Linked DNA regions of Drosophila melanogaster: region 2 is linked to region 1. The links are chromatin contacts, called in public HiChIP or PLAC-seq maps. All regions are on one chromosome and are shown on one strand. The core of a region is the stretch at or near the end of the contact, and the rest is flanking DNA. Distances in the headings are between cores, read along the strand shown. Region 1 holds the start of CG44174. Region 2 holds the start of CG16727.

Region 1 (4,538 bases), core at 940-3,439:
CATAAATAAACTGACATAAAATCAAGAATCAAATTCAAAAGCGAAGACAAGAAATCCGTGGCATCCAAAGTACATTGAAGGGAATTACACAACAAATGAAATGCAGGCAAGCCACAGAGTTTGGAGCTTCGGGTCTGGAGTTTGAGTCCCTGGGTCTGGGGAACCGGAGGAGGAGGAGCCATGGACTGACAATGATTCACTATGGAGTTTTATGAGCTGAGAACATTTCGAGGCATTCAGGCAACTGAAGAAGCTCAGTAGATATAGGCTTTATCTATTTTGTGGACTATGCAAATGAGATCGATAAAGTATTTAAGATGCAACCGATCGATAGAAAAGTGGCAGCTCAGCTGCAGCTAATAGAGTGCGAAGCTGCTGAGCGGACATAGGGCAGCTTAATCTGGCCGTAGATCAAAGTCTTCGTTCAGGTAGCGCCCTAACATTCCCGGCCGATAAATTTCCACTAAACGGACAGCGAACAAAACGTTGGACTTCATTTCCAAACTGTTTATAATTTATTTTCACCAAAAACCAAGGCAACCCCAAACAGAACAAGCCAGCGATAAGAAGGAATCACCAAGTCGGAACGTTGCGCTTGCTTGTCGCTGCATAATTTGTCGACTTGTAGATACATTTGTAACTCTGTATCTGCTGCTCGAGTTCGTTTGAATTTCAGCTTTTGGTAGCGCCATGGGGCCACATCGTGTGTGTCTCTTGGCTTGGGCTTTACTCTTTATTAATGATGTGGGAACTTCTGTTCGGCGCTGAGAGCCGAACGTTGATTTTCTGGGTCTGCATTAAATTTCATTAATTATGAAAAATCATTTCATTAATATCGGTTTCGTCGTTGTTTCCATTTGCTGTTGTGAACGTCGCTTTTCTCCGGTAATTATCGTCTCATTGGAATCAATTAAAGTGGAAATGTTAAAAGAGTAAAAAACGAAACCATCACACAAAGCTAAGATCCCCCAAATATATTGACATACACAATTAGACACGGCCGACACACTCATCTCCATCATAATTAACATCTTGTTGGGATGCTGATAACGATGAAACCAGCTCTGATGATGATACATACATACATAAACAAGAGGCGATGCAATCTGAGATCTCTGGAGTGCAAATAATTAGGCAGAGCTTAGAAGGCGCAGACTCAACGGAATTCTCACCATTTAATTAGTATGCATTTCCATTATTTATCTGTCGGCCACGATATTCTGGCCGGGCTTTCCTTATTCCCCAGCTCATTTGGCCTTTGTATCTTATGGGCGCGTTCTCAGCCATGTTTCTGTAGGTTTTACGAGCGCTTTTTTTTTTTACAACTGAAAGAGCCGAGTGCAGTTGGTATTTCCACAAACTATTGTAATACATCAATATGATTATGAGGCCTGCAGCCGCAGTCGACGAGGTGCCTTCACATCTTTTATACATTTGTGGCATGTGTTGATTTATTTGGGATTCGTTTCTGTTCTCCCTTTTGCCTTTCTGTTTGTCAAAGGCAAACAAACCGAAAACCGTTCCGTTTGTGTGTGATCAGTGATCATTCTGGCCAAGTGCGAGAGATCCGATCGCTGCTTAATTTCAGAGTTCCTCCAAAAAGTGTTAACTTATGTCTCGGTCTCTTCACTTTAACCATAGCTCTTCAATATTTGATTTCTGGTCTCGCCTTCCGACAGTCACTGTTTTTTTTCTTTTTTCTTAAACCAACAGTTGGCCACGATTTTGTCGATGGTTTTGAATGGATTGAAGTAGTTGTAAAAATGCAAGTTTTATGCATTTTATTTATGAGCTTAAGTGCAAATTGTTCTAACAAAAATGGCACTCTGTGCATATATCTCCCAAAGGAGATAATTTCAAGCATATAAAGCAAATATTACCAACTATTCAATTATTATAATCTGAATTTAGAGTATACTGTAGCAGTAGTATTAAATGCACTGAGACAAGCCAATAACTTTAACCGACCCAGTTCTCTTTTCTACAATAATGCCAAGAACCCAAAATCTAACGTGGAGAATGGTGCATTTGTAAGTAGATTCCTCATTCCTCCTTCATTCCCATTCGATTTAGAACTAGACGGCACTTTCCATCGCTCTAATTGCCTTTCCCATACCCAGGCAACGTTTCCCATTACCAAGCCAATGTGCCACATTTCCACATTCACAAAGGAACCCGAGCACAAAAAATTTGAGCCCCAATTGACAAAATCACGATTCATCGAACAACGGCGACGACAACTTAACTTTACACACATTCGCAGCTCGAAGTAAAAGACTCCTCCTGCAATCCGCCGAATCCCAAAGAAATCCGCGAAAAAAAAAGGAGGAAGGGCCAGGAGTGGACGGTGCAGAAATGTTTGGCAATTGGAAGTTGGCGGCAACTTTTAGGCCTTTGGGGCGTCTGCGTTGGCTGATGGAAGGAAGCTGGTGCGGCTACCTAGGAGTTGCATTGTCAGCTAAGCGATCTTTAATAGGACTGCACTAAAAAACATTTTGTTGAAACTGTTAGTTTCAATTGCAGATACAATTGCTTTATAGCTTAGATCAATGTAGCTCTTAAGTATTATCCTTTTGAAACTGAGTTATATAAATTTAAACAAAATAATAATAATAATAAGACCATGAATTATGTCTTGAATGAATGAATTATGAATTATGAAAAAAAAACTACCCAATGAATAGGTTGTCTATGCATAAAAAAAGTTTGGATGTACTACATTAGGAACACAATCTTGAAACTTAGATAGATTTCCCTTATATTTCATTAGGATTTCCAATCCTTTGGCATTGTTTTAAGTGTATTTATCCTTTTTCCGCTTGTGCAATCGCTCTCTCCTGGCTATTCCCCATTTATCTGACAACTTTGAATGCGGACAAAAGAACCCGAAAGAGCCACAATTACGGTACTCGGCGTCATCGGCTGTTGTTGCAGCTTTGTTCTGGCTTGTTTTTTGTTGCCTGTTTTGTTGCAAAACTGTCCAAACATTGTCGGAAATTTGTTAACTTTAATTTCTATTGCCAGGCGGACAGGGTGAATTGGCCGAAAACGGTACCAGCGCCCGAAAGTTGCGGGTGTTGGCTGCATTTTCCCATTGCCGGCCTGTCGAAATTATGACAATCCCGGCAATCGAATAAAACCGTTCCCCACGGCTGCCAATTTTCGAATTGTCGTAAATTTGTTGCTTCATTTGCTGGACCGTCAAAGGGGGATTCTGCTAGTACAGGTCGGCGTTTCAGTGCCATAAAGCTTGATTTATTCTCATCTCATTAACATTGGCCGGATTCTTTACAACTCTCTTATGACAATGATAAGGCCAAGAACTTACCATAAACGGAAGCGCGGTGCTGAAACTGAAGTCTGGCATTTAAGTGGCATTTCTGAAATGTTCAAACAAATATTGTAACAGAAGCTATTTCGTTTTTGTGGCCAGCAGAACAGGCCGAGCTTTCTCAGGCATTGGAAACTAGTTGTGCGGATCGGATCACACACAAATCAATTTAACGATGCACTAGCCCAGTTCCAGTTTGAGTTCGCGTTCATTCAGTTCGGATCGCAATCCCATGGAGCGGGAAAAATGGAGGGGAATCGAGCTAAGTTGACGACTTGTCGTCGGCATTTGCAGCGACGACTTGGACTTCCTGTTGTCGCGTCATTATTGTCCATCATCATTTCCATTCGTAATGAGGCTAAGGCTACTAAAACCCAGTTGATCTCTAGTTCATTTAGATGCCGCCACAGAATCAAGGCAAAAACCGATGGCGGGGGATGCTCCGACTACCACTAGCCACTCGTTTCACGACTCCTTCGATCAGCTGTGGTTCACTTAACCGCCAGTGACAATTCCCCGCAATGCGAGTACGTACGTATCTATCTGGGCGAATGAGCCCCATGCCCATCCCGTCCTGCAAAACCGGCCATAATGTATGCGACCCTCTGGCCAGATCGGGATCCACTGCCAGCGGGCTGGGCCATGTGTACAACATTTACTATGTTCGCTGACATTCTTCGCGTAATTCTTCAATTTCAATTGCATACTCCGCTAGTTCCAATGCCTTTCCTCAGCTCTGGCCGACCAACGCAGACGGAGCCGCTAAAAGTAGGGATTACTTATACACCAGCTTAAGTTTGGTTAGGAAATTTGGATTACTTACAGAAATCTATGAAATATCTATTAATTATATTAATTTTTAAACACTAGATGCTTTAAATATGAATCTTCTAAATGAAAAATCATTGGTAACTTATTACTTATTATCGATGTATATTAAAAATAAGTATATTTTTTTTTATTTTAAGTATTTTTTTATTCCAATTTTCTTTGATCTAGCTAGTTGCCCATCTCTGAATGGCTACCACTGTCGTTTGTCTTTTGTTCGTTCCGTTTGGTTTTCCTTTTTGCGGGCACAATTGTCGCGACATTTTTCTAGGTAAACCTCACGAATTGGCGACACGCTTCTTCTTGGCAGCTCGGGCTAACCTGCTGGAGCTGCGTGAGTTGTGGCCAGACTGGTCCTGGTCTCGCTCCTGTCCTGCTT
Region 2 (4,093 bases), core at 1,191-3,690, 320 kb before region 1:
TTGTGATAATGATTTTGAGTAAGAAACCAAGCAATTCCGTTCATTATATATTTATATATTTATTGTGAAAAAAGGAGTGCGTCATATATTTATACCAGTTCTGTTTTGGATATATGTATAGGGTTAGATAAGTGTATTCTATTCAACGGTTTTGGTTTAATTACTATGCATCCTTCACATGAGTAATAACTATCAGACCATTCGGTTACGGGGGTCAGCATATCGCTGACCCCATCATCAGGTTAAGTGGCTAGCAGGTTAAACAGTAGTCAGCTATCAGGTGCATCGTTCTCTAGGGTTCAGACTTTCGGTCCTCATGCTCGGTCAGACTTTCGCGGCGTTTGTGTAAGCATGGGAAGTACAGGCAGCTCTCGTTCATTGCAAAGCGCTCACCATCGGCCAGGGTTTCGGGTAGTTTTCTTAATTTGATAAAAGATATATGTCTATGATACTTAACGCCAGCTTTAAATAACATTATGCACTTACTTGTGAAGCGTTTCGGGAAGGGTCAGGCAGAGTAGAGCACCTAGGAACATTAGAACGCTGATGAAGATCGAGGGCAGGGGCTTGTAGTATTGTGCCAGGTAGATCACATAGAAGGCCAGTGAGCTGGAGGCCAATCCAACCACATGGATGTTGGACACCGCCTGTCCGCGCACACTGGTCGGAATGATTTCCGCTGCGTACTGGATCTCTGCATCGTAGGAAACCGTTGTGCCAAAGCGACCCAGACCCACCATTAGGGCCAGCAGGACAGCATTCTCACTGGGATCCAGTACTGCGATCAGGAATCCGGTGACAGCGGTTATAATAGCTCCCACCAGCAGTGCTCCACATGCCATGCCCTTCCGCCCAATCTTGTTCTGCAGCAGTAAGATGGTGAAACCAGCTGGTAGGTAAACACTGGAGGTTAGCGAAAAGAGCTTAAAGGGCGAAGAGCCCAGCCCTTCCATGTTCCTGTTGATCACGTCGTAGGATAGCGTGATGATGACCCTAAAAAGAGGACGTCTTAAATTTGTGTCTCATAAAAACAAAACAGTAGACCTACGATTTAACCAGCAATGTGGTGGTGAAGCGACGCAATCTGGGAGTCTTGAACATTCCTAGGAATGTATCCATTTGCTTGTTCAACTTGCTCTCCTCGTTCATTTTCTCGCGATAATGCTTTACGAACTCATCAAACACAGAATCCTCAACTTGGCGGCCATTAAACTTGGCCACTTTCTTCAGACATGCCACCGCCTCATCGTACTTCTTCTTGGTCAGCAGCCACTGAGCACTTTCGCAGATCAGGAGGGGGTAAATTAGAACTCCTAGGGCTGGAAGAGATGCCAACCAGAGGTAGCGACGCCAGTTGCCAATCCACATGGCGATCCAGGGCGAGGTCATCAGTCCAAAGCAGTAGAATACAGCCAGGATGATGTTCAGACCAAAGGTACGACGCTTGGGACTCAGGTACTCGAAGACTATTGGAAAATTAAATCAGTTAGTTTGCAAACAATAGCGAAGAATATCATATATTACCCAAGATGTACATAAGGTAGTACATGGTATCCGTGGACAGTCCTGACACAAATCTCGAGAAGGCGAACCAGGGTAGCGTGTGCACAAACGAGGTAATAAAGTCACCAGTTGCACCGGATAGAGCCGCCATCAGCATGGCCGGCAATCTTCCAATGTGGTCAGAAAGAAATCCAAAGGAAATGGTGCCCACCACCGAGCCCAGGAAGAAGAAGGATTGACCCACCGCCGGCTGATGGGATTTGTCGCAGACCCATTTCAGTTCAGTGGTTAGACTCTCGTAGCCGTTCTCCCGCTCGAAGATCCAGTCTTGACAGGACTCTTCGGAGGCCACTCCAGTTCCATTGATCACCTCGGAGAGAAGAGTGCAGGAGGGGTGCGAAACGTTGGAGTAAATGGATCGCAGCTCCGCGGCACCCAAGCCCATTAGGTCATCGTGGGAACACCTAGAAATTGGCAGTAAAGGAATTCAAGTATTAATTATCCGAATACAATTTATTTGAAAATATAGTTTTTGGTGACAATACTTTTAAATTAATTATTGAAAGCTGATTATAGACACATTCTAACCAATTGAAATGTATTCAGAATCGGAAACTATTATTATAGAATTGTGTGAATTTTTAATTTAACTGCTCTTTATTACAATAACTTACCAATGCTCGGGTGTAAAAGTAATAAGGGTCTGTGAGAAATAGTGCAACGAACTAAGAATGTTCGTGTAGCCGTAGAGAATTAGAATGACAAACTGAAATCTTCCGAAGTTTCCGCACTTCTCAAGCACGCGGTCGAAATCCATGGTGATCTCGAACAACTCGTACTTGTACTAATCGTTCTAATAGTATCTAACTGACTTTAGTTTGTTTATGTGGACACCGCGTTGAATCTTCTCAGCAACGAGTCAACTACATTCTGCCTGTACGAGCAGTATTTTGACACCTACTAGGATCGGCAGCTGCCTTATATAGTATAAAGATATAGGCGTTGTCGCTGATTAGGATGGGTAATTAGTAACACCGAGATTGGGCTAGGCAATCTCTCGCTTTTTGGGGTGTGTGCCGATGATAAGATGCAGATGCTGAGGCCAGAGTAAACAGTCTACGGAACAGGTGAACGAACAACCCTATACAGAAGTTATTTGTTTACCTAGCATACAATTGATGTTTATAATGATTAAATGTGGATCAGCATAAACTGTATCAACATGCTCTTCAGTCAAACTTAGCGATACATGACCTTGATTTCTGGTTTCTTTGTAAATAGGGCTTTTCTGAAATGCGTTTTCCTATCCTTATCAGGCATTTAACTTGGTCAAGTGACGGACTTTCTCGAAAAATTTGGCTTCTTTCCGTTTGTTTACTTTGTCTTAGATTTATGACGGATTAACCACTGTCGTGCTGTAAGTCACGCCTGAAATGGAGTCTTTTTTAATGGGGGGGGGATTTGCCGGATATACGGATTCGTTGTTTGTGGCTGGACACTTTAATGGGTTCTCGTTTAGATATATAGATTATATATAGTATAGATTACAGGTCTACTTCTCGCAGGCGCCAAACAAAAGCCTCTCCAGAATTCCATTATCTCGCCGGCTAGTAAAAGTTCCGGAACCATTGGCGTGATCTATATAAATCAAGTCGTAGACAAAAGCTAATTAAGTTTAAACGAACCGAATGGGAGAGTAACTGGGCACTACGAAGCTTAATAAATGTCTGAGCCTGGGATTAATATATCTGAGTTCTAGAGATGCGGTCAGTATATGATGAAATCAGATACTTTTTGTATTATCAGGGGCCAATAAAACATGGGATTATTGTCTTAGTAACCATCCACACAACTTAAGATACTAGTAAACATGTTTTGTTATTACTCTGTACTCTTTGGCATTAGCATTTATTATATTCTTAATACATTTACTATAACTACTTTGTAATTTCGTTGGCTGACTCCAACTGAGATTCGGATTTATTCGACTGCCGTTTGCGTGAAAAGCAAGGGAAAAAGTACCATTTCTCGCCCTTGGCGAATATTTCGCCCTCCTCTAGAGTTTGTGGTAGTTGCCTGCAGGATAAAATAGTTATTATATATGAATATATGGAATAAGTTATCGAAAACCCACTTGTGCAAAGTTTCTGGAAGAGTTAGGCACAAACAAGCGCCTATAATGAGGAGGAAGCTGATCAACAGTGAGGGCAATGGCTTGTAGAATGTTCCCAAGTAGATGATGTAGGAGCTGAAGAAAGCGAAGGCATTGCCCACCACATGGATGTTGGCCACTCCTCGTCCTCGAACACTGGTAGGTATAATCTCCGCCGCGTACTGAGCCTCCGCATCGTAGGCAACAACCGCTCCGAATCTTGCCAAGCACACCATGAATCCCAGGAGTACAGAGTAGTTTGCTGGATCTAGAGTGCCCACCAGGTAGCCGGTGGTCGCCGTGATGAAGGCACCAACAAGAAGAGAGGCGCAGGCCATGCCTTTTCGCCCGATTTTGTTCTGGAACAGGATAATGGATAGACCACCAGGAAGGACGACGAATCCTGAGTAGGAGAAGAGCTTGAATGGTGATATGCCC

The links. HiChIP or PLAC-seq counts read pairs in DNA pulled down with a chosen protein or histone mark.
Region 2: a Psq HiChIP or PLAC-seq map of the Kc167 cell line shows a contact between it and region 1, with 3 times the contacts expected there. The contact joins the promoter of CG16727 here to the promoter of CG44174 in region 1. A contact is called at or near these places in 3 of 107 Hi-C or Micro-C datasets (the ML-DmBG3-c2 cell line, brain and larval central nervous system) and 1 of 6 datasets of contacts at active chromatin or transcription factors (the Kc167 cell line).

Annotation. Positions count from the first base shown.
Region 1 is chr3R:19,295,346-19,299,883 of dm6, reverse strand. CG44174 reads left to right here and starts at 2,189. Exons shown (of 1, transcript NM_001275799.1): 1 at 2,189-2,638. The coding sequence starts at 2,356. The coding sequence ends at 2,487.
Region 2 is chr3R:19,611,728-19,615,820 of dm6, reverse strand. It overlaps CG16727, which reads right to left and starts at 2,440. Exons shown (of 5, transcript NM_142561.2): 1 at 2,178-2,440; 2 at 1,525-1,967; 3 at 1,049-1,466; 4 at 487-993; 5 at 37-419. The coding sequence starts at 2,320. The coding sequence ends at 293. CG17752 reads right to left here. Exons shown (of 6, transcript NM_142560.2): 5 at 3,638-4,093; 6 at 3,384-3,579. The coding sequence ends at 3,441.